Regions from separate parts of the Mus musculus genome. Here all the other regions are linked to region 6. A link is a contact called in public Hi-C and promoter capture Hi-C data. All regions are on one chromosome and are shown on one strand. Each heading gives the region's core, a stretch centred on a gene start, on an enhancer-like site or on the middle of the called end of the contact. The rest is flanking DNA. Distances are from core to core; before and after follow the strand shown. Region 1 holds the start of Bcl2l11 (BCL2-like 11 (apoptosis facilitator)). Region 2 holds the start of Vps16 (VSP16 CORVET/HOPS core subunit). Region 3 holds the start of Ptpra (protein tyrosine phosphatase, receptor type, A). Region 4 holds the start of Idh3b (isocitrate dehydrogenase 3 (NAD+) beta). Region 5 holds the start of Mrps26 (mitochondrial ribosomal protein S26). Region 6 holds the start of Slc20a1 (solute carrier family 20, member 1). Region 7 holds the start of Nphp1 (nephronophthisis 1 (juvenile) homolog (human)).

Region 1 (4,118 bases), core at 411-2,910, 1.1 Mb before region 6:
AAGTATGAGGCGCCTAGCTCCACGCTGAGGGCGCAGAATACTTGCTGCTGGCTTTGGACTCCCAGAGTAGCAGTAGCAGATTGGGCTGCATGGGTGGGATGCCGAGTGGCCAAGGCACAGTACTGCTTCACAGACCTTGGTCAGGACAGACCTGGATCGGCGGTGTACTTGACTTCATCCACGCCCTTGCCCTGTGCGCTCTTGTAGCGATCACCCCTGACCTCCAGCAGGAGCAAGGCTTTGCCTTGAACACCCCAGCTTCCCTGGGAACCAATGGCTTCTTTGATCTCACTCAGGATTCACTTGAGAAGCTAGACTTTAGCATGGGGCTGTGCTGTGTCACCGTGACGTTAGATCCGCATACAAACACCAAAATGACCAAGATGGCCCAACATTGATTGGGACGGCAGGTCGCAACACTTGTTCTGCAAGAAAAGGCTACGTCCTACTTACTGCCAGCCTGGATGCAGGTTGGGTAGCCCATTAATAGAGTTTCCTTAATCTCGTGTGGGGAGTGGGACGTTCCATTTCCAGAGCAGCTTTTTTGGGCCGCCGCTATGAGAGAAGGGGCTGGGGGTGGGGATGCACATGGCGCCATTGACTTCCAGACTTCTGTTGGAATCACAAAGGCCTCAGGAAGATCAAGGGATTTTTTTTTCGACCCCCTTATGGTTTTCCCAGCTCGGCCTGAACTCCGCTGCTCCATGGTCGCCAGCATCGGCGGACCGATGGATAGACAGTTCCTGGCGTACACTGTGAGCCCCAAACATTTCGAGGCTCCCAACACCGCTCATGGCACAACCGTCTTTCCTTGGTAGCCCCCCTCCTTTTCCTTGTAGTTATTCTTTTCCAGCTAACTTTCTCATTCCCCTATTTTATATGCTTGTCGTGCCCGCCCATCGCTCCCTGAAGCTTCCCGCTTCTCTTGTCTCTCAACTGTCCTTCTCACCACCACCTCTGCCTCTTAAGTAACTGGGCACTAGGGAAACAAACATATAAACCACAACAACAACAACAGCACACACACACAAACACAACACTAAGGAGAGCCTAAAGGAGGACAGAAGGCAGAAGGCGGCGGCGACGAAGAATCTCGCTTGAGGCGCAGACGAAGAGGGGTGAGCATCTTGCTGATCTGAGTCCCCCGGAGGTCAGGAATTCTAGGAAAGGACAGTCAAAGGCCAGTGCCCATCCTTGCACCAATCTAATCCTCATGGTTTGGGGCTGAGAAGCTGTGCAAAGCAAGGGCGGAGGGACGCCTTCTGAGGCTTCCAACTGGCGCCCGCGGCCGGGCTGGACACAGAGCAGTGTACCCTGAGCGCCCCCTAAGTTCCGCTCTGCGAGGTGGCCGCCACGGGCGGACGGGGAGGGGCGGGTACATTCTGAGTGGAGGATGGGCGAGCATGCAGCTGCCCGCAGGCCAAGACACTAGGGTAAACACGCCGGGGTGGGCGGCGCACGCAAACTGCAGGACAGCCGGCGGGGCCACCCTCCCCACTACCTGTCGCAGCCTGCACGCGCCAGCGGCCTGGGGGCCGTGGGGGGTGGGGCTTACCTTCCGGCTTGCCGGGGGCCGGACTAAACGGGGGCGGAGCCCGCGGTGATTGGGCGCGGGGGCGGGGGCTCAACTACCGCAGAGTCTCAAGAGCAGGCTGCTTTCACTTCGCTCCCCGCAGGCACTGGGTCACCAGCTGGTTGGAGCTCTGCGGTCCTTGCCATCGTCGCCGTCACCGGATTCCTGCAGCCGCTCTGCGAGCTGTGTTCCACTTGGATTCACACCACCTCCGCTGCTCCCGCCGCCACCGCCTCGGCGCCCTTCCCCTGGCCCTCGTCCACCCAATGTCTGACTCTGATTCTCGGACTGAGAAACGCAAGGTAAACACTCCGCGACTCCCGGGGCGCAGGCTGGGGATGGATAGAAGACAGGCGCCGCAGCGGCTTCATCTGTCTCTGGTGTCGCACGTGCGGGTGGAGGCACTGGTTTGTCCCGCGTGGCTGCAGGAGGCGAACGCTGGGAGTCGGGTCGAGGTCGCTGCGTGCCAAGGCACTTTTGGGGAAGGGTTGTCGGCACTGAAGCTGCGGGCACTTAGCCGAAGACTGGGTTGGGACGCAATGCCGCACGAGGGGCCGCTGAGGCATCTCTCGCGGGCAAGGAGGGCGCGTGGTCTCGGCTTGGAGCCGAGGTCCCGCTTCGTGGTGCCGGTAGTGCGTCCAGCCGGGAAGCGTCGCGGCGACCCAGACGGCCCGGGAGAAGTAGCCGCGCGGTAGCGGCGGGCGGGTAGACTTAACTCTTCGCTGACGCGGGTTCATTGCGGAGGTTTGAGTATTAAAATCACACGCGCCCAGACTTTGCTTGTACCCATTCAAGTCAGTTTGGCCATAGTGGTCAATTTCCTTTCCGGATGTCCCTGGCGGCCCGGTTCCTTTTGCGACCGTCCTGTGGATATTGAGGAACACCGTATCTACAGGAGACAAGAAACCCCGTAACCCCCCTAGGACCACTTAGGCTACGCGTATTCCAAGCCCCAGCTAGCCGACTACTCCTAGCCCGATTGCACCGGGACCCAGTCGCATAGGCTGGCGGACCCCTGAGCTCGCAAGCCTATTGCCCACGGGGCAGGCACTGCTTGAGGAAGGCTAACTGAACAGTGGGGGCAGAGGTCTGGATGTGCATGCCCGAGACCCGAGATGGTCGTTCATATTTGGTTCGTGTCGGTAGCACTCGGTAGCACATGGGGACACAGCAGGTGAAGTTGCTGAGAAGTTCTTCAGGGGACTGCGGAGGCATTAGGGACTTGGCTCGGAATGGCCTGGAGTGCGATCGTGGCCTCGCGGATCTCCGAGGGGTGCGTGTCTCGCTTTGTCTCTAATGTCCCGCTGCCCTGGCGGCGGGAATTCCCGCAAAGCGCGCGCCGTCCCGGCCTGGCCCAGGGGTGGGGCGGGGCGCAAAGCGAAGCTGCCCGGCCCCCTAAGTTCCAGCCGGAGCTGCGGTGGCCGGCACAGTCTGAGCGGCGCTGGGCGGCGAGTTTGTCAACAATCGCCTTGCCTTCGGCTGCCTGACCCGTAGGCGCCGCCCCCACCGCCTCTGCCCATTGGTTACGATGGGGAGCGACTGCGCGCGGGCCAATGGGGGAGCACTGGCAGCCGGCGCCAGGGGCGCAGGGCTGGCGGTGCCCGCGCGGCGGCGGGAGCTGCGCGCTAGGGGCGGAGCGGGAGGAGGCGGAGGATGATCCCGGCGGCGGCCGGTGCAGCGCGGGCCAGAGGCGCGGCGCGCGAAACCTTCGGCTCCCCGGCGGAGCGTGGCGGAGGGCGGACGGGCAGGCGCGGGGCCCTGGAGCCCAGGACCCGGCTTTGTTTCCCTTGCCTCCTCGGTGGCGACGTGCAGGGGTCGTTCGATCGGCGCAACACGCCGCGCTCGGAAGGGAAGGGGCGGACGTGAGTCTCGGCATGGTGGCCCGGGGAGGGAAAGAGTCAGCCTTGCGCCGGGTATTGCCAAGAACGCGCAGCTAGGTGTGGAACTTTCAAAGGGATGTCTCTTAAGGCCCTCTTTGGAAGTGTGCACATTCCGGCAAGGTTGCACCCGAGAGAAGTGGTTTAGTGTTTGGGGTGGCGCGCAGGGCAGGCAGCAGGAGGGACCTTGCGGCCGAGGGCGCTCGACCCGGGCGGAGCTGCGCTCGGAGTTACAAACTCTATTGTGACGCACTTACTACGACTGACGGCCGCTGCCAAACCTTCTCCAGACTTGCTGCCCTCAGCATTTTCGGCAAACAATGGGGCCGGAGCAGGGAAGGCGGCCAGCCGCCTGCAATCTCTGCATCTGCGCCCGCTCCTGTGCTCCAGCTCCGCATCTGAGCCCGGGAAATGAGAGCCCGCTGGGATTTTCAGACTTGATTCAAGTTTGTCCTGAAGGAAAGCACGAAATGTAGACGTCCCGCGAGCTGCTTCTCCTAAAACTTCTGTGCTTGTGTGTGCGTGAGCGCACAGGCTGACTCCACAAGCTGGGGAGCTGATACTTTGTTTTGTTTGGTAGTCCGATTTAGTTCCACTCTGCATCAAAATAAACACACCTTCATTATTTTGGGCGCCCCTTTGGTCTTACTTGGCAGATAGTCAGAAAA
Region 2 (3,824 bases), core at 790-3,289, 1.2 Mb after region 6:
ACACCAGCAGACAAGAGTCTGGTAAAACCTGGTCCATTCGTACAAAGACTCGTTCCAGGTTCTCCCTGTAGCTCTCCATTGAGCAGCGGCCATATCTGTTGGGTAACACTTAGGGTGGGCAAGAGCACAGGAGTGCTGCCATACCTCCACCTCCAACCAGTATTTCCCTCTCCCCCCGCCTGAACCTGGAGAGATCCCAGAGGCAGGAGTTGATGATCACTAGGTCAGGGGCAGGTCCATATGACAGCTCCTCCAGGATGTCCTCAAGGTACTCGGAGTAAACTCGGGTGAGGAAGTAGAAGCGCACAAGGTGGTGGCCAGAGCCAGAGCAGAACTGGCGGACCTCGCGGTACTGTGTCCCGTTGTGCAGCTCTCCCAGCTGGCCCCCAGCCACCAGCTGGTCCTGTTCAAAGCTCAGCTCCCCCTGCCCACCCACCCCACCCGATGGTCAGATCCATGCCAGGTAGGTGGTCCTTTTCAGGCCAGGGTCTGCACCCACCCAACACTGGCATGGCTGCCAAGCTTCTCTCACCTTGGCTTTTAACTGGGAAGCTGTGAGCAGTGTGTCTTTCTGGAGCAGAAGCACCAGGTCCTTATACACAGCTCTTTGGACTGCAGGGAGACAGGGATCCCAAGGTTAAGGTCGGCCTCACCCCCTCCCAGAGTTTCCCAAATGAAGGCCTTTGTTTTCCAGGGATTGACTCTCCAACAGCAGCTCTATGGAGGGTTGGCTTAGAGAAGAAAAGACGAGATTTTAAAGCCCTAGCTCTGCTCTTTCCAGCTATTTCCCTCTCCTCTAGCTTATGTACAGCGACCAAAGACCAAATGGCAAAATTAAGTTGGTCCCATCCCTAGGAAAACACACAACATAGCCCACAGGTCCTTTTAAGAAAATCATGAAGGGCAACAACAAATAAAGATGCCACACTCATGGGCTAAAAAATAGTGCACAAATGATATGCCGGGGCACCCAGGGAAGGTACATAGGGAATTTAAAAAAGAAAAAAATGCAGTCTAGTGTCCTGAAACAGAGTAAGAGATGGAGAAGTCTGAAATGGAGATGTGGCGTGCAGACAAAGAAAAGGTTGAAGATACAGGGCGGTGAAATGTCATCCTAGAGTGGTCACTCACTGGAGTCCCCCAAAATGACCACGAACTTGTTGTGTAGCAGCTGCTGGACTTCTGAGGCATGGAAGTGGACCATGGCGCTTCCCAGCAGGCGGTGTGGCATCTCGTTTTCCAAACAGAAGACCATGCTGCCACTGACACCAGCTGCAGGGAGAGGCCAATAAGCTGACAGAGGGCAGGGACTCTAGGTAGGTCCGGTCTGTTCCAAGATGACCCATGCGCGCTGGCCCCTCCCTGGCTGCTCTGTGTAATGGGGAGGAAAGTGGGAGCGGCAAGGCGAATCCCAACACGGCAGCAGCCTTTATCACACTCGGAGGGAAGAAGGGTCACTTGGGCCGTAGTCTTAGACTACAGCGCTTCGCGCGCGCAGAGACGCCTTTGCCCTGCCACGTGTCAACGGCGGCCCCGCGCGTGCGCATTCGTCCGCTCGCGCCAGTTACCAAGTCTCTCGGGGGCTCCAGGGATTCACGGGCCAGTAGGGCAGGCCCAGGTGCCGTGCGACAGCGTCTCGGCAGCGATGTCCTGATCTAGAGTCAATGATCCCATGCCCCTGGAGAGCGGTGGGTTCTGCAAAGATCCCGCCCCACAGAGCCCGGGTGCCCAGGTTAGCTGTAGGTACGCAGCTCGACGCCCAGCGCTCGCCATGCGTGCGCTACGGTGGTCCAGCCAACGCCTCCAGCATCTGTGCCTCAGATGCTCATGGCTCCCACTTTCGGTCACCCGTGTCCCGCCCTATGCGATCCCCAACGCCGGAGGAGTCAGAAAGGCAGCGAGGTTGGCCGCTGTGGAGGACAGAAACCAGGGCTAGGTCCACTCGGGCCGCCGCGCCGAGGGCAGGACGATAGCTCAGCGTAGCTTGCCCACAGTTCTGATGGCCGCTAAGGCGGCCTCGTCACGTGACCCCGAAGGGCGGAAGCGGAAGTGCGGCCTGAGCTTGCGCTAGGCGGGTTTTTCCTCGGCGACTCTTGCCGCCAGCTGTACTAGACATGGACTGTTACACTGCGAACTGGAATCCACTCGGGGACTCTGCCTTTTACAGGTGAGCTGCCCGACGCCCCACCTTCCGTCCCACAGCCCAGCTTACCTTGCTTGTCTGCTGCTGGCTTGAGCCTCCCGGCAGAGCCAGCAATGCTCGCCCCGGCCACTACGCGTGCTGGCGTCCGTCCCTATGGCGGCTCGCCTGAGCGTCTGCCACTTTACGCACTTTAGGGGCAGCAATCTGGTCCTTCCTTTGCGCCAACTGAGGCAAGCTGAGAAGCCACCCCTAAACCGAGGTCTGTTGGCCTCCGGAAGGATGCTTAGATCACGTAGAGGGAGGCCGCCCCGCGGCGACAGCGAGTGCCAGTCTCCTTCCGGAAACTGCTGAAGTCGGACCACAGGGGCTCTCACAGGAAGGCGGGATCGCCACAGCGGGCGGGGTGACAGTACTGACCAAAGCTGAGAAAAGGGGATGAACCGCTTTTCAGTCTTGGGGCACTATTAATGAGGAACCCGAGGCAGTGGCAACTCACCGGGGTTGGAGTGCCCTTAGCTGTGGGTCTTTCTCAAGGCTAAAACTAGTAACGTGATTACAATGGTTACCGTCTCGTTGGCTTTATTTCTTTTTAAGATATAAAGTACAAACTGCTTGTGGAGCGCTCATCAATTGGTCAGCCTACATTTGTCACTCTCTGAGTGGTTTCCAACTTAACCTCAATCATCCTCAATCCGTGGGTGTACCAGCTTCACAGAATTAATTGCAGGACCTCATCACACCAGGCAATTCCATGGCTTTGTGTTTGCACAGTTCTATAGTCGCTTCTATGGGCATTGCTATTTTCCTCTTTATCACCCTGAAGAATGTTGCTCATCTTTCAGGACCTGCTTGGTTTTCCTACAGTAGAATCCTTTTATGCCTCACAAAGGTCCAGTTGTAGAGTCTTATCATATGTGGCACACGAGGGCAGTGTTGGTATGAGTTTCTCGTGCTAAGCTCTTGAAGGCTAAGAATACTTCTATTTCCCATGCATATTTAGGCTAGTGCCTGTTACCTAATAGTTGGTCAGCCTTTGGTGGCCCACGCCTCTTAATCCCAGCACTCTGAGATTCAGGCCACCCTGCTCTATAGCTCAGGCCAGACAGGGCCACATAGTAAGACCCTGTCTTGAAATAATAACAGAAACAAGCAAAACCTAATCATTACCCAACAAAATGGTAAAGAATGTTTTATTGATGTACCCGAAGATCACAAAGACATTGCGTTGGCGTCTTATTTCAATAGAAGACTTTGAGCCGGGCGGTGGTGGCGCACACCTTTAATCCCAGCACTTGGGAGGCAGAGGCAGGTGGATTTCTGAGTTCAAGGCCAGCCTGGTCTACAAAGCGAGTTCCAGGACAGCCAGGGCTATACAGAGAAACCCTGTCTCGAAAAAACAAACCAAAAAAACCAAAACAAAACAAAACAAAAAAACCCAGAAGACTTTGCTTCTGCTCATAGCCAAACTTTTAAATGGAATTGTGTTGTTTGCAATGTAATGCATTTTCTAGACAGAGGATGCCTTGTGGTAATTTCTAGAGCTCTGTTACATTTGTTTAGTCATGATTTCTCTTAGACACATGTACAATATGAAGCAACTGAAAATACTAATGAGCAGAGTGTGGTGTCCCATCCACAACCTCATATAACACATAGCCCTTGGCATGTGGAGGCTGGAAGA
Region 3 (3,853 bases), core at 198-2,697, 1.3 Mb after region 6:
AAAAATTTCAAAAAAATTAAAAAAACAAAAAACCCCAAAACAAAACAAACAAACAAACAAACAAACAAAAAACCGAAAGAAAGAAAAAGAAAGAAAAGAAAAAAAGTTTGCTGGTAGGGTTTGCTCTAAAGCCAAGAGGCTGCTTTCTTAGCCAAGAACCAGTATTTTTCAGATTTGTTTTGTTCTGTGTTGGTCTTGTTTTGTAAAGTATTGTGTTCTAGTGAAAGACCCAACTTTTCATTTGGTCACTTTTCAATTTGCTGTGTATTTGCATCCCTGATAGACTTTGTACTTTCTAGGAAATGGGCTTCTGGAACTTGTAGGAGGAGCGGACCTCATTGGCAGGAGTCTGACATTTAGGAGACAGGATAGAGGTCTTGTAGACTGTCACTGAGATGGCCCTGAGGAGGGAGATCAAGAGTCACAAATCTTAACTCAAGGAGAGGTTTTTACTACCCAGAGGGAGGAAGTTTAAAGAAGGCCCGCTTCAACGCACATTTGCAGGTCCTGGCTCTGGTCTGCGCACACTTACTTATTCAACAAATAAAGGAAGGGTGTTTGCATAGAGTTCTAACTTGGCGCCCTAGGTCTAGCAGCATCCAAAGTGCTCTAAACTGAGGACTGCTACCTTCCGAAAAAATCGACTTATGGTTCCTAGAAGCTAGATGCACAAAGAACGCTGTTCGCTTCCCTGGTCTCTCTCAGCGCTTTCAATCTTCTCCTGACCACTATGCATGTATCAAGAAGTATCTCCCCGCTCGCTGCGGAGCACCGTGTGCTGTGCTTCCATCCAGCTCTAGAGAATCAGGCCCAGCTTGCACATCTGGAAAGCAAGAGAGATTTCCCTAGGGTTCGGGTGGGGATGATGTGGGCTGGTTTATTTAAGATGACATACTCAGAGCTAGACCGGTCCTAGGTACTAGGCAAATTCTTCTCGCAATTACATCCTTTAAGTGCCTTACAACTAACTCTCTCTCTCTCTCTCTCTCTCTCTCGTGTGTGTGTGTGTGTGTGTGTGTGTGTGACAGAGAGAGAGAGAGAGAGAGAGAGAGAGAGAGAGAGCGAGAGCGCGAGAGAGGCAGAGGCAGAGGCAGAGGCGCGGGGTGTGTTAGAGAGAGGATCACATTTGGAGAAGGATGGAGATGGCTTTCGAGTGCCTGAGTTCACCAGTTGGTGTGGCTTGTGCCTGGTGTCAGTTTCCTCATCTGTAAACAAGGAAAAAAGCCCATGCCCGGGGGCCTAGGACCGTGACTAGGTGGGAGACGTGTGCCAGGGGAGGATAGGGAGCGTCCTGTCCTGTTACCCGGAGACCCCCAGTGCGCCCGGGGAACTCCGCGGCGCAGCGGGGCGCGCAGGGGTGGGGCTCACGGAGGCGGAGACGCCCGCCCGGCGTCAGCGAACCAGCGCCCGCCTCTCAACGGCCAATGACGAAGCGCCTTACAGCCCAGGCCGCGACGGGAGAGAGGCTGCGGCGAGTGAGGCGCTGACAGGGACTCGCGGGGGCATCTTGCACAGACCCCTGGACCACGCCGCCATCGCAGCCTCCAGCCCAGTCCTCTCTCTGCCGCTTCTCCTCGCCATGGAGGCGAGGCCGCCGCCGCCGCCGCGGGGCTTCGAGCAGCGGACCGGGCGGCGGCCCTGAGGGGAGCGGCGGGCCGAGACGCCGCCGCGGTCCTGAGGCGGAGCTGCCGTGCGCGTCCCCCGCGGTCCCGCCCAGCGCCGGGCTCGGTAAGCGTTCGCGCCTGCCGCCGTCGGGAGGGCTCGGGGAGGTGGGGTGGCTCGGCCGCGCGTGGGAGCGGTCCCTGGATCCTATCCTGGAGGAGCGCCTCTGGCTTGTGCATCCTGGCACCGTGGACAGGGGGAGGGGGTCCCGGAAACGTGCGGGACACAGACAGGCTGGAACTTTGCGGACGTCCTCCTCCGGCCCGGGCCAGGGCGCTGCCGTAGTTCATTCTGAAAGAAAAAAACTTTGAGCAGCGAAAATGGGATTTGCTCAGGTCCATTTAATGGGAGGAGATAGGTGGCACACGCAGTGACCATCCCACCTCCCACCTTCCCCTTAAGACCCCTTCCTGGTCCTACTCCCAGGCCCCTCTCTGCCGCCCATTCCCAACTGTTGTGTATGCTTAAGAAGGAAAATATGGACTTAAGCTACCCAGAATTCAAAAGCAGCCACTTGGGAACGCACATCTCCTGTGTTTACTTTCAGTAATTCTTAAAAATTGCCACGGGGGGGGGGGGTTGAGCCCCTAATATTTCCTAAAAATAACAACTACAGAGGCAGAGATGATCCTGTCTATTAGAGGGTTTTGTTGTTGATAGTGATGATATTTGTAGGACAAGCAAAAAAATGTTCCAAACCCTCTTGGACAGAGTGTGATGTCGGCCGAAGCCCTTGGCTAGGATAGGGAATTTCTGTTGAAAACCAGCCTCATGTCCCCGGCTATGGCACCACTTGTTACCTGCTAACTCTTGAAGCAGCCAGAGAACCAAAAGATGGTGGATGAGGAAAGACTGGGACAGGATGAACATCTTTCTGTCTGGATACTCCTTTCGAAAACGTAGATCAGACGCTGTCATTTGTGTGCTTAAAAACTCCTTCACTTTCCTTCCTCTGTGAATGAGATGGAGGAAAACCCAGATGCCTTACCGTTCCCTACAAGGCTCTTGGCAGTCCTTCCTGAACTTAATCTTTGATGGTTACCTCAGTCCTCTCATTCTCCTTTCTCTTCCACGCTGTGTTTAGCCATTCGGAGCGGCTCGGCCACCCCCTCATATGTGGGAGGGTTTTGCTTTCAGGGTCCCCCTTCTCACCCTTCCTTGCCTGGTTCCGGGCCTTCCTTGTTTGAGAAGCTTCTTGCGGACCGGCTTCTTCTGGGTCCTGTTTAAGACTTCCCTGATAGAATTCGTCCTAGTTATCTTGAAGCCCCTCAACCACCTCCCAAGAGAAATGTTTCCTAGTGTTTCCTGGCAGCCTGCTTGGAGTGTGGGTTGCCCATACCGGGACTTGCAGACTCTGATTCTCTATGTCTACACGGCTGTCACACCTGGGAGAAACTGGCAGGCTTCCCAAAATCTTACCTGCTTCTCAGCATCTGCCTGACTATCCCTGAAAAGCCAACAACTCCTCAGTTACCTTTCTCCTCTCTCTGCCCCAGTGGCCCCATGGTCAGATCCAGGAGACTTTTGACTAGGTACCTTTTAACCACTGATCATTATCTGGGTGAATACAGAACCAGAAAAGCAAACCCCTTGGTTTAGTGCATTCATATACCACCTATTTGCCAGCCACAGTACTTGAGATGCAAAATGAAAGTGAGAAAGTCATATTCTTATCTTTGAGAAGATTACAGACCAATGGGAGACAGGTGGATATAAACAGTTACATCATAGGTGCTACTAGAGTAATAATAATTGCTGTTTTCTGTGTGCCTGTGACAGGCTATATAATAAATGCCTTACATGAATTATCTTGTTTAATCTTTTCAGTAATTATAAGGGCTCATTCTGACTCTGCAGGACTTGAGTGAGCAGATGGGGGCCTAGTCAGATCTAAATTCTGACAGTGTTTCTAGAGCCTCCGCCTGGGTAGTCTGGAAGGGCTTTCCTGGGAGGGGATCTTGTGATCCTAAAGGAGGGATCTGCACATTCGGAGAGAGAATGCAGGCAGTCTTGGAGGAGGGAAATTCTTAGAATTCTAACTGGGAAGAAGTGTAGCTGGCCTAGAGGGACAGAACAAGATAGGATTAGGATCAGAGTGAAGGCTTCTGTTGTTGTGTTAGGGTCATTTGGAGACTTTATGGAGCCTCATGCTCACTGATAACAGAGAAGTTTAGGAGGCAGTGGCCCAGAC
Region 4 (4,178 bases), core at 442-2,941, 1.1 Mb after region 6:
AAATGTTAGGGTCCTGAGAAGCAGAGAGGGGTTGTTGGTTGATTGCCATTTGATAGTAGTTGTGCACAAAGAAAAAACAAGAAAAGGAAATTGGGTATTTTGCTGGTGAGGATCAAACTTGCCCCAAGGAACTTAGAGGGACTGTAGCTTCAGGAACTGAATTATATATGTTATTTTCAGTAGCATCCAATGGCAGTCATAGGAAACTAATGCCACAAGTGAGTGGAGATCCTGATAGGTGACACAGTGACATATACAGGACAATTAGGACAGCGGATTGTGAGCAACGCACAGAACAAATTGTAGAAAGGAAAACAGGAACATCAGGGGCCAGATTATAAAGAACTGACTTTCCTCTGCAAAAGCTGGCCCTGCAAGTGAGGCTGTCCAAGAAAGTGGGTCTATAGGAGGAAACCTACAAGCTAAATAAATAAATAAATAAATAAATTTTTAAAAATCCAATATGGGGAATAAAACAGCACAAGAGAAGAAATGGAGTGGTTAGAATGATCAGCGCACACTGGGTTAGGGTGGCCGTGCCTTTAATCTCAGCCCTTGGGAGGCAGAGGCAGAGAGCAGAGAGGCAGAGGCAGGCAGATCTCTGTGAGTTCGAGTCCAGCCTGGTCTACAGAGAGTTCCAGAACAGCCGGGGCTACACAGAGAAACCCTACCTGGAAAAACTAACAACAACAACAACAACAACAACAAACAATAAATGAACAAACCAAAAAAGAATGGGCACGCAGACACAACTAACAGGGTCTGACCCCGGTGACACAGCCTCAGCAGGTCCCAACCCCTTCCTGACATCACTAACTCCTGGTTTGCCACTGAGAAGAAACAAATTCCTAAATGTCAGTAGAGGCCAGTCTGGAAAACTGATATATACACACTGCAGAGAGAGGGGCTTTATGAACACTGCTCTTAAATGACAGAGTGCCATACAAACCAATGATGGCAACTTTGTTCTCCTTCATGGAACTCAGCACCTGCTCCAGCTTCTCCTCAGAAGCCATATTCTGCACCTCGCTCAGATGATGCTCCTTAAATTCCACAGGGACAGCAGCAGCCTTCAGGGATAAGTCCAAGCACAGGGCTGGGTCAGGTCTGAACTTTCCAACAACCCATCCATCCCTGTAGCCTGATCCGCCACCCATCCCCCGCCCCGGGCTATTCACCTTGAACACTTCCTTGACAGCATGCATGAGCTCTGGCCCCACGCCGTCTCCAGGCAGCATGGTCACAGGAAAGGCACCCTCCACCCTCACATCTTGTGCCTGTGAGTGGGGCCAGCAGAGATGGAGCAGGGGCAGAAGTGGGAGTCAGAGGGAAAGAGGTGGGGAGGGGAAACCCAGGGGAGCGGCAAGGAGGCGACAAGGATGGGCGAGAACGAAGCTGGACTCAAGCGTACCTGGCTCTGGGAAGCGGCGTGAGCCGTAGATGTTCCGAGACCTCTCCATGCCCCGGAGTTCCGAGCGGCGAGCACCGCCTGCGACAGACACAAGGTCAGATCGGGGACACCGCGGCCCCTTACACCGCGATGACCTTGCCTTCTTTTGGAAACCGCGGACAAACCCTCTGTTCTCCCGCCCACCCTCCGCTCAGGTCGTCCCGGGCCTCACTCGGGTCAGCCAGCGGACATTGCTCAGCGCTGCCATGTTCGGCCGAGGAAGTCGCGGGGGAAGTGACGCCGGAAGCGAGCGCGGTCGTGGGAGCTGGACTTCCTGTCAGCCCTGGCGAGCTTGGCGGTTCTTTCTCCCGTACCAATCGGCGGTGTGTACGGATTCACTTGAGTTCTCTCCTTCTGTTTGGTAATGTAGGGTCACAGGACACACAACCAGTTTGTCTGTTTGCTTTGTTTTCACTCGTCAGATTTAATTTCTCTTGAAAATTCAAAACAACATCCAAATATATATGGCCAAGTATTGAACAAGGATGTGAGTTTAACAATAAGTTGAGAAGTCTTGGGAATTTGTGAATGTTTGAATGTTCTGTTATGCGTTATTCTCTTAACTAGTACTCACTGTTAGTCACTTAGAATTCTTTTAAATAGGTAAAATAATTCAGATTACAAAGAAAACTGGTTATGATAAGAAAACTAACTTGGAGTTGATGAGGTAGCTCTGTAGACCAGGCTGGCCTCAAACTCATAGACCCGCCTGCCTCCACCTCCCAAGTGCTGGAATTAAAGGTGTGCACCACCACATCCTGGAAAAAAAAAAAAAGAAGCTGAAAAATAAAAGCTAATTCTTTTGCTCCACTGTATAGTATGCTATAATTTAAATTTACTAAATTGCTTAATCCTTTCTTAAATAGGCAGATACCTAGTATGAAATCTGATTTGGGCTCTTCTCAGCAACATTGCTGTGTATATCCCTGTACATTCTCCTTTGTACATATGATGAAGATTATAACTATCCTGCAGGGCACCTCTAGCCATGTATGTATTACAGGTGAAATGGTGTGTTTTCAATAGTTTGATTATAGATCTGTGTGTGTTTCACTCATGAATTTGTTCTCATGCAGTAAACAGAAAACTCATTCATCATGATAGCTGATAGTTTCTCTCCCACTACTTCTGGAAATAAAGAGTTACTGACATTGATTTAGCTGCTTAGTTATGTCCCCAGGGATCCTGGATGGGGGGCGGGTCCTCTATATCATCTCCTCTCAAAACTCCATTAGATTGCTAAACCCAGTGTCTATTTTATAATAGAATGTTGAGTATCTCATATAATTTATTGAGTGCTACACGGAAAGTGTATCAGAACAGGCATGTATGTTTTGTTGAGACAGGATCTCTCTTTATATCCCTGGTTGACCTATAACTTCCTATGTAGACCAGGCTGACCTGGAACTCAGAGAGATCCACCTGCCTCTTTGCTTTCTAAGTGCTAGGATTAAAGGCGTGTACCCCATGCCTGCCTAATGGACTTGTATCAATTACTTTTATCATTGTTGGGACAAAACACAGACAAAAGCAGCTTTCGAAAGAACAGATTTACTTTAGCTCATGGCTCCAGGAGACCCCAGTCACCACAGAGGGGAAGGGACGGCAGCAAGATCAGGAAGCAGCTGGGCTCTCTCTCTCTCTCTCTCTCTCCAGTTCAAACTGGCCATTTTCACTCAAGGCACATCAGGTATCTGAGCAGGACCATCAGGGAGAAGACTCTAGGGCCCTATAAAGTACACAAGCAGATACATGGGGGTGGGTAGAGGCTGCTCCGTAGTTACGAGCATTTACTGCTCTTGCAGAGGACCCAGATTTTGTTCCCGGCACCCACATGACAGCTCACAACCATCTGTAATTCCAGTTCCTGGGGATCCAATACTTCTTCTGACCCTTGTATGCATATGATGCACATACATACACTCAAGGGCATACACATAAAATAAATATTTTTAAAAATACACAAACAGCATCAATATAGTGGACTCCCAGCTTTAGGGCCTCTCCCAATTCGAAAAGATAAAACTTCTACTTTTGCTTTCTCTATGGCTTGGTCTTCTGTCTTTCTTGAACACTCAGTTCTCTGTCCATTTCAAGGAACAAACCTGGCACTCCCCTAGACGACCACCAGTACTATATGACATATTCACATAACCTTCAAAAAGAAGTCAGATTTGGAAGTGCCCACTAGAGGCATGTGTTGTTTTGGATTAGACATGAGAGGGGTTTTGGCGATGTTAGGAATCTCCTATACTCTTACCGGACGGTGGTTCTGAGTGTATACTGTGAGCAAGCAATGGAGGAGCTTGAGTAACTCATGCAAAGGAAACCATTGGTCCAGACAGACTGGACTGAGTCGCTCAATGTTAATAACTCTAAGCTACAGCAAATGTGGAGATCTGAGGGTTCCTGTGGCAAGAACTGTCCTAGAAGGAAAAGGGATCAGAGTGTGAAGAGAGATGAGGAGAGGAAAGACCATGGCAACCAATAATAGAGATGCAGTGGCCAAGATCATGTAGGGAATCCAATCACTCATCTTTCTGGCAGGAGAAACGGCATTCTAAAAATAAATGAAGTAATAGCTGATGTCTATTGAACTTTTAAATGCATGTGTATGCATATGCACAGACACACTAAACAAATGTAAAAAACAAAGATAAAAATTGTGGTTTAACCTACTTTATAAGCTAAGGACTTCTGTATCCCAGACAAACCTCTAATGTGGTAT
Region 5 (3,982 bases), core at 703-3,202, 1.4 Mb after region 6:
TCAAGATATCACTGTACCTTGGTATGGTGGCACACACTATCTTAGCACCCTGGAGGTAGATGCAGGGGTATTGCTACAAGTTCAAGGCCAGCCTTGGCTTTGTTAGAAATATAAGGCCAGCAAATAAGAAAGACCCTGTTTGAGGGTTTTTGTTTTAAAGATATCACTGGATTTGACACCAGAGGAAATAGAATGGCCTGATCGTTAAATCCAGGAACCATCTGAATAGGGTCCTACAGTCACCTGGAATCACCTCATTCATAGTTTACCCCTTGGTAAATGAGGAGGCTTCCGTCCCTCCAGCTCTGTGCCTCTACCCATGAAGTGCCCAGAAAAGCCTCCTTTCCTGGCTTCTGCCCTCAACAATTCTATCTTGCCACTTTAGCAGGGAGGGTCAGTGAATGGAAACAGTTACTTTCATCACCACTGCATACCAGTCCACATCCCCATCAGGCCAAAGAAAGAGGGCAGAAAACCTGCCTTCTAGTTCTGTAGCATTATCTACTCAGAGTGACTCCACACTTTCATCTACCTTAGATCTAAATCTCTTACATTTATGAAACCTTCTAAAAGGATGGGTGCACCTGACTAGCGAGAGGACTTCAGAGCCAGCAAGGTTAGGGAGCCTCTAGGGAAATGGCCCATACCCTAGAATATTCTCTTGGCCTAGACACTTAAGTTATCTGAGATGAGTTGCCGGTTGTCTAGGGTGACCCTGAAGAAGAAAGGGTTAGGACAGGTATGGTGGCATATGCCTTTAATGCCAGAATTTAGGAGGCAGTGGCAGGTGGATCTCTGTGAGCCTGATCTACACTGTAAGTTCCAGGCTAGACAGAGCTATCTAGTGAGACCCTGCCAAAAAACAAAACAAAAACAAAAACAGGGTGGGAGTGTCAGGTTCCCTGACATTCGGAGCAACCCTGTGGTACTCCAGGGTAGGGCAGCAGTAATGCCCTGGTTTCCACAGACCATCCATCCTGGATCCTCCAGGGCCCAGCAATGGTCTTATGGCCGGAACCCTGGAGGAAAACCTGTCACCAGCTTGCCCCCAGGACTCCAGAGTACACTCTGGCATCTCATCTCCAAAGCCTGACTGAGAGAAAGAAAGTGCAGACTGGGCCTCCACCAAGCCTGGAAGTTGAGAGCAGGGTTTAAGCAGCCTCTGTTCTCTTCTGAGAAAATGTCTGTTATTGCACCCAGTCCTGGCTCCTCAGACACTCCCAAGTGTCCTGGAAGTGCAGGACCATGGCCTGGTGTTCTCTGCAGAATCTGGTCTAGACAATACTAATGAGTGGGGTGAAAGTTCAGTTCCCCAGTACTCGGGTCAGCTTCTGATTTCCAACAACTCTCCTTGCTGGAGAGGCAGAGGGGAACGAGCTACTTCTGAGACAGATGCTCTCTGCCCTGCTGCACTGCTGTTTCTCTTCAGTTGGAGAGGAAATTGTACTTCATAAATAAGAGTAGTCTCGAGGTGGGAAGACCCCGGGTCAGGTGGAAGAGGACAAGGGTCACCTCACAGGTCGCCCAGTTGAGAACAAGTTGTCACTGATACTGAGAACTCTGGCAACTGCAGAGCTCCCCCAAGACCACAGCAGGGCAGTGCAGTGCAAGGAAATGGTTTGCAAATCTAAAGTTTAAAGTAGCCAGGAACTCCAAATTTCTTGCATCAGGTCTGGGAGGGTAGACAGGCCATCGGCGGGCCAGAGAGCCCCAGAGCCACACACTTGGGACGGTGTCCAAACTTGTGAACAAGTGGGCAGAGCGTCCTGCGGTGTAGCTGTCTTTAGCGGGCGACGCAGCCCAGCAAGCTGTGGGTCTCCAAGGTGCCCCTCGACCCCTCCCACTCTACCCGAGAGTCCGGACGTGCATTGGACCAGACAGCAAGAGCTCCGCCCAACAGGGACGAGGACAGGAGGCTCCCGTGGTGCTCCGCGGCCACTTCCGGGCCGGGCGCAGGCGCAGGCGCTGGCTGTCATGTTGCGCGCTCTGAACCGCCTGGCGGCGCGGCCGGAGACTCGGCCCCCGACCCCGCTGCTCCTGCCCGTGCGCGGCCGCAAGACCCGCCATGACCCGCCTGCCAAATCCAAGGTCGGACGGGTGCAGACGCCTCCCGCCGTGGACCCTGCGGAATTCTTCGTGTTGACCGAGCGCTACCGACAGTACCGGGAGACCGTGCGCGCTCTCAGGTGCGTGTGCTTGTGCGTGTGGAGGGCAGACGCCCTTCGGGAAGGGCCGGGGCCGAGGGTGGGTGCTGACTCGAAGCCCGTCCTCCCCAGGCTAGAGTTCACGTTGGAGGTGCGAAGGAAATTGCACGAGGCCCGAGCCGGGGTTCTGGCCGAGCGCAAGGCGCAGCAGGCCATCACGGAGCACCGGGAGCTGATGGCCTGGAACCGGGACGAGAACCGGCGAATGCAGGAGCTACGGTGCGAGAGGCCCGGGACTGGGTGGGCTGGGCTAGGCTCATCTGTGGCCCCGCTCACCCTCGGCGTCTTGCCCCTCGCAGGATAGCGAGGTTGCAGCTGGAAGCACAGGCCCAGGAGGTGCAGAAGGCTGAGGCCCAGGCCCAGAGGGCTCAGGAGGAGCAGGCTTGGGTGCAACTGAAAGAGCAAGAAGTGCTCAAGCTGCAGGTGGGCATGCAGGAGGTCATGGGGAATGTGGACATTGGAGACCCCAGCAAGGGAGGCTGGGGGGGGGGGGGGGGGATGACAGCACTGGGCGTCAAGTGACCAGAGTCTTCAGGAGGCTTCTCCATCAGCGCAGAGGGTATGCCTCGCAGGCAATGGTCAGTAAAAGGTTACAGGCTAGTATTGCCTTGTGAAACTTGAAGTCAGGGAAACCGTAAGTGAGAATGGAGCGCTTTTTAACACGTAAGAGGGATTCATGCACTTGAGAGAGTCCACCCACCTCTAATCAGGTTGTCACGATTTGTTCTTGGGTTGTGGCCGAGAGATCTGATGGGTGATTGTCCAAGGAAGAGCAATATGATGGTCGAGGTCACCTAGTACAGTTGTGCTGGACGATTGGTGGGACACTCAAAGAGACCCTGGGTTCTTTTGACACCCGTGGACTAGAGACAGTGCAGGCAGCCAGCTCTGGGAGAGATCCCACAAAGCCAACCTTTCTCTTCCTGTAGGAGGAGGCAAAAAACTTCATCACTCGGGAGAACCTGGAGGCACGGATAGAAGAAGCGTTGGACTCTCCGAAGAGTTACAACTGGGCCGTCACCAAAGAAGGGCAGGTGGTCAGGAACTGAGCACAGAGACTTCTGGGGGCCCAAATAAGCACAGTGCTTGCCTAGGGTCTGTGTACTGGGATAGGAATTGGTACATCCCAGGAGGATGGCTCAGCCGTTTCCAGAGCAACCTCAGTCACTCCAGGCTCGGCACTCACCACCTGACTGGGAACTCCCAGATGTCCCTGTTCTGGCACCACAGACAAACTCAGGGCAGCATTAAACTCTGGGAAGTTCCTATCGCACAGAGGATCGGACTGGACTGTGTCCCCTCTAGAAGCCAAGCTTGTCTTGTAAGTCTCTTGGAGTCGTGTGAGCCAAATGTTTCCTGCTTTTATAAATAAAGTATTGGAGCCCAGTCTTGCCCATTTACTGGCTATAGTTACAGTGCTAATGAAAGAGGAAAGTAGTTACACCAGATGCTAACTTGCTTGTAAAATCAAAGGCGTTTGTCCCTAATTATTTGAGTCTTTAGGTTTCTAGCCAGAAGCAAGTTTCACCTAACTGAGCTATGAGTTAGGTACCTGCTTTGCTCAATCCTGGGATTTTCTGGCTAGGGTCTGGTGTGTCCAAGATCCAGGAAGCAAAAAGGGTGCCCTGTTTCTCCTGATGGCTCTCCAGCAGTGACTTCTGTAACCAGGCCCTGTCCTGATCTATCATATTTTGAACTACTCAGCAGGTGGTAGACTCCCAAGCTAAACCTGCTTCTTCCAGTCAGTTGCTGCCCTTCTGTGTGTGTAAGTGGTAGCC
Region 6 (3,782 bases), core at 1,182-3,681:
GTCTGGGTTCTATAAGACAACTGGCTGAGTAAGCCAGTAAACAGCAGACCTCCATGACCTCTGCATCAGCTCCTGCTTCCAGGTTCCTGTCCTTGTTTGAGTTCCTCTCCTGACTTCCTTAAATGATGAAAAACAACATGGAAGTATAAGCCAAATAAGGCCTTTCCTCCCCAGCTTCCTTTTTGGTCATGGTGTTTCACCATAGCAAAGAAACCCTAACTATGATACCAGGAAAAGGTGCCACATACTTTCAGACTTCAGCGTTCCACACTGAGACAGTCCACTACAGACCTGCTCACAGGCCGACCTATCTAGACAAGCCTTCACCAAGACTCTCTTCCTAGGTGATTCTAGAGTGGGTCAAGTTGAATATTAAAACTGGTAACCAAGTATAGAAGTGCATGAATTTAATCCCAGCACTTGGGAGGCAGAGGCAGGGGGATCTCTGTGATTTCGAGGCTAGCCTGATTTACACAGTAAGTTCCCGGACAACCAGACAGCTACACAGTGACACCCTATCTCAAAAAACAAAAACAAAAACAAAAGACAAACAAAAAACAAGACAATCTAAAACCATCTGACCAACCATCACATCCCCCCTCCTTGATTTCAAGACAGTAAGGACTCTCTAGAGACAGAGAAATCTGTCTCTGCCTGAAAATACATGGATACTAAAGTAGCATAAAGCCAAGTCTCAAAATACTATACTCTCCCTGAACCACAGTGATGCCTTCACATCTGGCAAACCTGGCTCTGGATTCTGCTCTTGTACCTGGATGGGCCTTATTCACCATGGCTGCTCACCTTGGTTGTCTCAATTTCAAGAGGCAAAAGCATGGTCATCAACAGACTGAAGCAAAGCACATCCAAACAGTGGGCAAAGTCATGAGCAATTTCCTCACAAATAATTACTTCAAAAATTGTTTTAATTGGCAGGACACTAACAACCTTTTAACAAACCAGTCCTTTTATTCAATGTTTTATGACCTTGGAAAGAAGTAAGGGCAAAGAGTGTTGCATTTGAAGATGCCAGAATTACACACTGGGGTCAGTGTCCTGGAACATGAAGGTTGTTTTCCAGCCATGACCTTGAGGTCAATAGACCTGTATAACCTATACGAGATTCTGAGTCTACCAAATTATAGGTCACAGGACACTCCTGTGAAGTTATAATTTACAACATGTTTGTTTCTGCTATTCGTTGCCCTACCTTTGGAGAGCAGAGAGCGTTTTAGAGCGTTCTAAACCGGGTATTTCTGGCTGGAATTCTTAAGTTTCTTTATAACCCACATAACTTAAATCTCCCAAGGAGTGGTGACTAGTTAGTTCTGAGCTTAGGCAATAAAACGAACTAATCCATTGTCAGAACTACAACCTTATACCATGTAGGGGACCAGGAAGCAATCTTTATTTCAAAAGGGGATGGGAAAACTTTCAGGATGAGGACATCCTCTGTAACCTTTTCCTATATTCTAAAACAGGCACATTCAAAAAAAAAAGTAACGAGGAAATGAAGGTTCATTTCCTGAACATCTATTGAGTTCCAGTCACATGCTTATATCTTAGCTAATATGATTCTCCTTACTGGGTAAGAACTTGTAACCAGAATACCTGAATTAGTACTGCCTGTCGCCACTAGCCCCGATGAGCTGACAGGAAATGCATCTTTGTTGTGCTTTACACACAATTCCAACCCGTCCTCCAGTCTCTCTCACTCTGCTATTATTTCTCGTTCCAGAGCACTCGGCTTGAGGAGACCTAGGGTTTGTTCAAGGTGACACACTGCAGCAAATATGAGTTAAGAATTCGAATCCAAAGTAACATCCTCCCCGCTGCGCCATAGCCGGGGCTCCTAAAACGGAGGTCCGGCGCCGGGAAACTAATGACCCATGGCTCTCCCTCAGCGCAGTGCCACAGCTGGGAACGCAAGCCTATCCTCGTGACTCCCGAATCTTTCCGTTTTCACACAAGTGCGTGACTGCGGGAGCGAGGTGGCCACGTGAGATCCCTCCACCCTCTCCGGGCGAGGTACAGATCGGGTCCGGCCAAGGGCAAGTCTCAGCACACCCGCTCTTCCGCGTCGCCACCGAGCTGACCCGGGCCCGCGTGGGAGAAACTCGGAACGACCTTGGTGGCGGCCTCAGTCCCCGCGTGTCTGGGCGAGACTCCCCCACAGTCCCCGCCCGCAGCCACCCGGCGTGGCCAGCGCAGACAGGATAACCCGGGCGAGGCTGCAGGGAGGCGGCCAGCCAGTCCCACGTGGACCAGCTCCTCGTTGGGGGCGGGGCCCCGGGGACGTCCAGGCCAATCAGCGCCGCTGCCCAGCTCACCCGGCTAGGCGCGCCCGACCAGCCTGTGGTTGCGTCACATCGGAGGCGGGACCTCGGGCGGGCGCGAGGCTCGGCAGGTCACGTGGGGCGCAGAACCGGCTATAAATAGGAGCCGGCGGCATGCTCTCTATATGATGGCCGCCGGCGCGCGTTGCGTGTTTTCACCTCTCGCCTGCTGAGGCGCCCGCGGCTGCTTCACGAGTGGGTAGAGAGTCCCTCCGTGCTGTGCCCGGTGTTGCCGTCCTGGGTTGTGCGACCGTGGCTCGAGCCTGCCTCAGTCTCGTTCTTCTGGTCTCTCTGTTCGGCCCTCAGTTTCCTTTGGTGAGTGGCGGCGCGGCACCGGTGGTGCAAAGGTCCTTTCTTCTCTGGAGTGGGCTCGGGTGTGGGGAGCTGGCTGGCGGGGGTGGGATGCAGGCTGCAGGACCCCGCTACGCTGCTGTCCTCCTCCCGCCTCCCCACGCACGCCGCGCCCTTCCGCGGGCCTTTTCGGCGGTCCTCGGCAGGCGCGCGCGGGAATGGTCTTTTTTCCGATCATCCACGGAGGGCGCGCGCGGGCAAGCGGCCGGAGACTGAACAGAACTCGTGGGGCGGGGCGGGGCGGGACGGGGTGGGGGGTGGGGGAGCACAGAGATCGCCCTGTGCCCCACCTTGCACAGCGTTTGGGGGACTGAAGACATAAGTGACGGGCGGGGGGGGGGGGGACTATGCGGAGTCCCAGGCTGCCCTCTTCCCAGAGATGCGCCGCTATTGTTATTTTCTTCCACTTCGTCCCCCCAGGATGAACTTGCGTCCTTTCTCTAATCCGCCATGGAATTCTGCTCCGTGCTTTTAGCCCTCCAGAGCCAAAGAAACCCCAGACAACAGACGCCCAGACGCAGCAGCGTATAGCAGTAACTCCCCAGCTCGGTTTCCGTGCCGTAGTTTACAGTATTTAATTTTATATAATATATACTATTTATTATAGCATTTTGATACCTCATTCCGTTTACACATCTCAAAAGCCGCTTAGTAATTCTCTTATTATTTAAAGAACCACTACACTAGAGAATGGAATCTACTGTGGCAACGATTACTAGTACCCTAGCTGCTGTTACTGCTTCCGCTCCACCGAAGTATGACAATCTATGGATGCTCATCCTGGGCTTCATCATTGCATTTGTCTTGGCATTCTCCGTGGGAGCCAATGATGTAGCAAATTCGTTCGGTACAGCTGTAGGCTCAGGTGTAGTGACCCTGAAGCAAGCCTGCATCTTAGCTAGCATCTTCGAAACTGTGGGCTCCGCCTTGCTGGGGGCCAAAGTGAGCGAAACCATCCGGAACGGCTTGATAGATGTGGAGCTGTACAACGAAACTCAAGATCTGCTCATGGCTGGCTCCGTCAGTGCTATGTTTGGTAAGTTGTAGTTATACCTTATGTTCGCTCCAGTCTTGAACCTTCTCTCCGCAAGGACG
Region 7 (3,640 bases), core at 585-3,084, 1.4 Mb before region 6:
GTGGGGGTGGGTGGGTATGGGGAACTTTTGGTATAGCATTGGAAATGTAAATGAGCTAAATACCTAATAAAAAATGGAAAAAAAAAAGAATTTCAGAAAAACAAATGAACAATCCAGTAACGGCTATTTGTTACCTCTTTTTTTTTGAGATTATAATTACATAATTTTCCCTGTGGCTATGCTTAAGAGTAATAGGAATTCAGTGTCTTGAGAAAAAAAAAACACATAAAGGCAAACAAGAATCATTTGCAGTTTGCTGTACACTCTAGCCCGCCCTGATTTCCCCCTACATCTTTTTATATACACGATGTAAAACAAATATTATTGAAATAGTATGTATTGCACTTTGCATTCTTTTATATGTATATGAATACTTTGCTTGCCTGCATGTCTGTGCATCACATGCTGGCCTGGTGCCTGGAGGCCAGAATCAGGCATCAGGGCCCCAGGAGTTAGACAACTATGAGCCACCATGTGGGTGCTGGGAACTGTACTAGTGACCTCTGGAAGAGAAGCCAGTGCTCTCAACCACGGAGCCACGTCCTTACACGCCTTTTCTAACTTGATGTCTTACCACAATTCTTTACCCCCTAACACCAAAAGCTCTAGCAAAAATCTCTTCATAGTACCATCAGATCCCAACAGATGATACTGGTAGGTAAGGAATTACAAATGACATCACCTAGGAAAACCACCTCCCTGTCTTGGTAGCTGTGTCTCCTGACAGTCCTTTGTGGTTAAACACTCTTGAAGCTGAAGTTACATTGTTCCTGTTAGAACTAAGGAGGCAAGAACACTCAGTTGTCACACTTGTATAAAAGGGCTGCATCCTCAAAAGACTCCACTTCATTATATTGCTTACGTTGTAATTTTGACATTTGCTGTCCCCATACATGGGTACTTCAAGATCACCAACAGAGGGATACACACTCATGTCAATATCGATTAAAACTTGTTTAAAATGTACATTGGGAGACCTCCCAGGCTCCTCCGGCTCCTGCAGCCCACTCCTGTCTCTCTGGAGGGTACGCTTTGCTTTGCTATATAAACTTCTGTTTTAAGTTTTGTATCCTGCCACTAAGACTCTTTCCTCAAGACAAGAACTGAGGAGCCCTATGGAACAATAATAAATTTATGGTTAGTTTATCCACCCTCTAATATTGATCACTTATTCATATCCAGTTTCTTTTATTATAATAAGCATCTCTGCCCAAATTGAAAATTATTACAAGTGGTAGATTCCTGGAAATGTATCAACCAGCCTAGGAGGATCAATGTTTGCTATATCTTGTCAAACTGCTGTCCAGAAATGCTGTAGCTCATACACTATAGCTTATACATCGCCTGTTTCATCACGTCTTCCATGCACTGTGCGTTGTGACTTACAATCTTTGTGATCTTTTGTGTTTGATCATCTTTGAAATTAACTTTTCTGAAATTACTAATCTGTCCTTGGTTAGTTTATTAAGACTATACGTTGACACCTGTTACACTTTGAGAAAGTGATGAATTTCAAAGGAGAGGGGCGCTGGGCTGGGTGGGTCTGGCTAGTTTAGACAAGGGCCTGAGGGATGAGGAGTGTTGAGGGTTGGTGAGTCGTTAGACCGAATTCTTAGTTGACCCGCAAGGCTTTCTGGAGGTTTTATCTACGGCGGGGGCCCCGGGTTAGAACCCGGCGCTTGGCTCCCGGTGAGGAGCTGGGATGTGGGACCCTCTACCCCGGACCTACCTGCAGCTTCAGCTCCTGCCCGCGGCGCCTCAGCGCCTGCAGCGGGTCCCGCGGCCGCCGGGCGAGCATCGGCCTAGCCGCCGCCGGCGGGACCGCGCCGGTTGTCAGGGAAACCAAAGCTAGGGCTCAGCAAGATGACGCTATCAGCGGGCGCCACAACCCCGTGCCACAGGTTGCACTAAACGGTCGGTTTAGGCTTTGCAAAAAAAAAAAAAAAAAAAAAAAAAAGTCCTTTCCTTTCCTCTGGATTCCTAGGGATAGTAGTAGAGGTCCCCGGGAGTCCCTGACTGCAGGTCTCATAACTATCACGACCTCACACCGTGCGGTGCTCTGTTCTACACAGCTTTCTGAAGCCGGGTCTGCGAAACTAATCTTCAAAAATAGTTCTAGTATGGAAAACCTTAGCTATGAGAGCTTTCCCTTGGCATTTGTGGGACTCGATTTCGCTGCACGTTCACTCTGAAGGTGGTTTTATTGTTAGTCTCATGGTGTAGCCCTGAATTCACAGAAATCCGCGGGCCTCTCTGCCTCCCTAGTACTGGGCTTAAACGTATGTGCTATCACACTTGGCCCAGAGACGGTTTTAAAATCTTGCCATTTGGGGGTATTGCTGAAGTGTCTCTCGAAAATTTTCATGTGGTAAATCCTCAATTCTTTGGGGGTGCTGATTCTGCCATGTGGGACAAGCCTGCGGGCAAATAGATTTCTCAAGAGCCCCAGTTTTCTTTTCACTCTCAGGAGACAGCCCTCTAAATCCAATACCCAAACTCGACAGCAACCTTGGATTTAAGAATGGTGATGGTCCAAGCTCACCACTGGATAGAGCTGGTATACTATTGCCAAGGTATCTATTATTGTGACTCCTGACTCCCAATTTCAATGGGCAAAGTACCGTGTCCATGGAAGACTTTTCTGGTGGGGGGATGGGGGGGGAGGAGAGTATTTGGTTTCGGACGGGGAAACCAGGGACCACGAAACCCCTGCCTTGTTCTCCAAGAACACTGGTCACTGAACTTACTTCAGGGAAACCTGGGAAGGAACTGAAGTGCGTATTTTACATATCAAAGCAGACCGGGTCTCCAGATTCTTCCAGCATCCCTCAGCCCTTATCGAACATACCCTGACCCTTAAACTTTACAGCCCAGGTGCTGGTCTGACCTTCCCCCCTGAGGCTCTTCCCTAAGTAATCCAGAGGTTTTGGTCTCTCCCTCTACCGGCAACCTTTCTCTTTCTCTTTCCCCTCCCCAACTTCTCTCTTCCTACTGTCATTTCTCTGGCCTTGGTCCTTTGGGTCATTGAACTCACTAATCTGGCTTGAATTGGCTCATTTCACCGGTGGAGAAATAACTTATCAGAGGGAACTTCATATAGTTAAGTAGGAGGGTAGAAGGAAAAGAAATGTCCAGGGGAATGGTCCACTACAAAGCTAGGGACACACAGGACATACAAACAGGTAGTAGTAGTAGAGAGCAAGGGCATAGGGCACCTACATGTTTAGAGCAGGATGCTAGAAGTGACTTAGAAAAGGATGAACATAGCCGGATGCTGCACTTAAGCAATGAGACGAGGGCTGCTGACATGGCTCCGTTTTTAAGATTATTGACTGCTCTTGCTCAGGACCTAGGTCCAGTTCCCAGGAACCAGCTTGTAATTGCCTTATAACTCCAGTTCTAGGGGATGTGACACTTTTCTCTGGCCTCTGCAAGTACCAAGTAGGCATCTATGTGGTACACAGACATGCATGCAGACAAAACACAAAACATTCAAACTCATAAAAAAAAATCATAAAACAAACGAAAACCTAAAACAGCACAAATACCTGGTCTTCCAGGAACAGCCCAGAGGCGGAGCTAGTCCAGCCACAAGTCAATTTAACCCCAAGTTTTCAGTTTAGGACAAAATGTACTTCAA

The links. Promoter capture Hi-C pulls out the DNA fragments that hold promoters and counts their contacts. Hi-C and Micro-C count contacts between places; a contact is called where the count stands out from the background.
Region 1: a promoter capture Hi-C map of pre-B cells shows a contact between it and region 6, with 2.4 times the contacts expected there. The contact joins the promoter of Bcl2l11 here to the promoter of Slc20a1 in region 6.
Region 2: a contact with region 6 is called in a Hi-C map of B cells, with 5 read pairs. The contact joins the promoter of Vps16 here to the promoter of Slc20a1 in region 6. A contact is called at or near these places in 2 of 39 promoter capture datasets (the 3T3-L1 cell line and liver), 1 of 484 Hi-C or Micro-C datasets (B cells), 1 of 115 datasets of contacts at active chromatin or transcription factors (forebrain) and 1 of 9 other capture datasets (adipose tissue).
Region 3: a promoter capture Hi-C map of liver shows a contact between it and region 6, with 4 times the contacts expected there. The contact joins the promoter of Ptpra here to the promoter of Slc20a1 in region 6. A contact is called at or near these places in 2 of 39 promoter capture datasets (both in liver).
Region 4: a contact with region 6 is called in a promoter capture Hi-C map of liver, with 2.4 times the contacts expected there. The contact joins the promoter of Idh3b here to the promoter of Slc20a1 in region 6. A contact is called at or near these places in 7 of 39 promoter capture datasets (the C10 cell line, cranial neural crest, embryonic stem cells and 3 more), 1 of 484 Hi-C or Micro-C datasets (muscle stem cells), 3 of 115 datasets of contacts at active chromatin or transcription factors (SST interneurons, astrocytes and epiblast stem cells) and 1 of 9 other capture datasets (adipose tissue).
Region 5: a promoter capture Hi-C map of liver shows a contact between it and region 6, with 2.3 times the contacts expected there. The contact joins the promoter of Mrps26 here to the promoter of Slc20a1 in region 6. A contact is called at or near these places in 2 of 39 promoter capture datasets (both in liver) and 1 of 115 datasets of contacts at active chromatin or transcription factors (pancreatic cancer cells).
Region 7: a contact with region 6 is called in a promoter capture Hi-C map of pre-B cells, with 4 times the contacts expected there. The contact joins the promoter of Nphp1 here to the promoter of Slc20a1 in region 6. A contact is called at or near these places in 2 of 39 promoter capture datasets (liver and pre-B cells) and 4 of 115 datasets of contacts at active chromatin or transcription factors (T-cell acute lymphoblastic leukemia, astrocytes, embryonic midbrain and 1 more).

Annotation. Positions count from the first base shown.
Region 1 is chr2:128,124,378-128,128,495 of GRCm38.p6, forward strand. Bcl2l11 (BCL2-like 11 (apoptosis facilitator)) reads left to right here and starts at 1,661. Exons shown (of 4, transcript NM_207680.2): 1 at 1,661-1,875. It also overlaps a transcript of Acoxl not described here.
Region 2 is chr2:130,422,281-130,426,104 of GRCm38.p6, forward strand. Vps16 (VSP16 CORVET/HOPS core subunit) reads left to right here and starts at 2,040. Exons shown (of 24, transcript NM_030559.3): 1 at 2,040-2,167. The coding sequence starts at 2,115. Pced1a (PC-esterase domain containing 1A) reads right to left here and starts at 2,008. Exons shown (of 7, transcript NM_178762.4): 1 at 1,132-2,008; 2 at 533-612; 3 at 186-424; 4 at 1-95. The coding sequence starts at 1,255.
Region 3 is chr2:130,448,831-130,452,683 of GRCm38.p6, forward strand. Ptpra (protein tyrosine phosphatase, receptor type, A) reads left to right here and starts at 1,448. Exons shown (of 21, transcript NM_001163688.1): 1 at 1,448-1,728. Gm52562 (predicted gene, 52562) reads right to left here and starts at 2,740. Exons shown (of 3, transcript NR_165481.1): 1 at 2,705-2,740; 2 at 2,463-2,614; 3 at 1-1,953.
Region 4 is chr2:130,282,760-130,286,937 of GRCm38.p6, forward strand. It overlaps Idh3b (isocitrate dehydrogenase 3 (NAD+) beta), which reads right to left and starts at 1,692. Exons shown (of 12, transcript NM_130884.4): 1 at 1,623-1,692; 2 at 1,412-1,489; 3 at 1,179-1,277; 4 at 950-1,070. The coding sequence starts at 1,658.
Region 5 is chr2:130,561,805-130,565,786 of GRCm38.p6, forward strand. Mrps26 (mitochondrial ribosomal protein S26) reads left to right here and starts at 1,953. Exons shown (of 4, transcript NM_207207.1): 1 at 1,953-2,186; 2 at 2,277-2,423; 3 at 2,504-2,627; 4 at 3,134-3,590. The coding sequence starts at 1,975. The coding sequence ends at 3,253. It overlaps 4930473A02Rik (RIKEN cDNA 4930473A02 gene), which reads right to left and starts at 1,945. Exons shown (of 9, transcript NR_040348.1): 1 at 1,850-1,945.
Region 6 is chr2:129,196,342-129,200,123 of GRCm38.p6, forward strand. It overlaps Slc20a1 (solute carrier family 20, member 1), which reads left to right and starts at 2,432. Exons shown (of 11, transcript NM_015747.2): 1 at 2,432-2,651; 2 at 3,108-3,723. The coding sequence starts at 3,378.
Region 7 is chr2:127,787,057-127,790,696 of GRCm38.p6, forward strand. Nphp1 (nephronophthisis 1 (juvenile) homolog (human)) reads right to left here and starts at 1,835. Exons shown (of 20, transcript NM_016902.4): 1 at 1,730-1,835. The coding sequence starts at 1,798.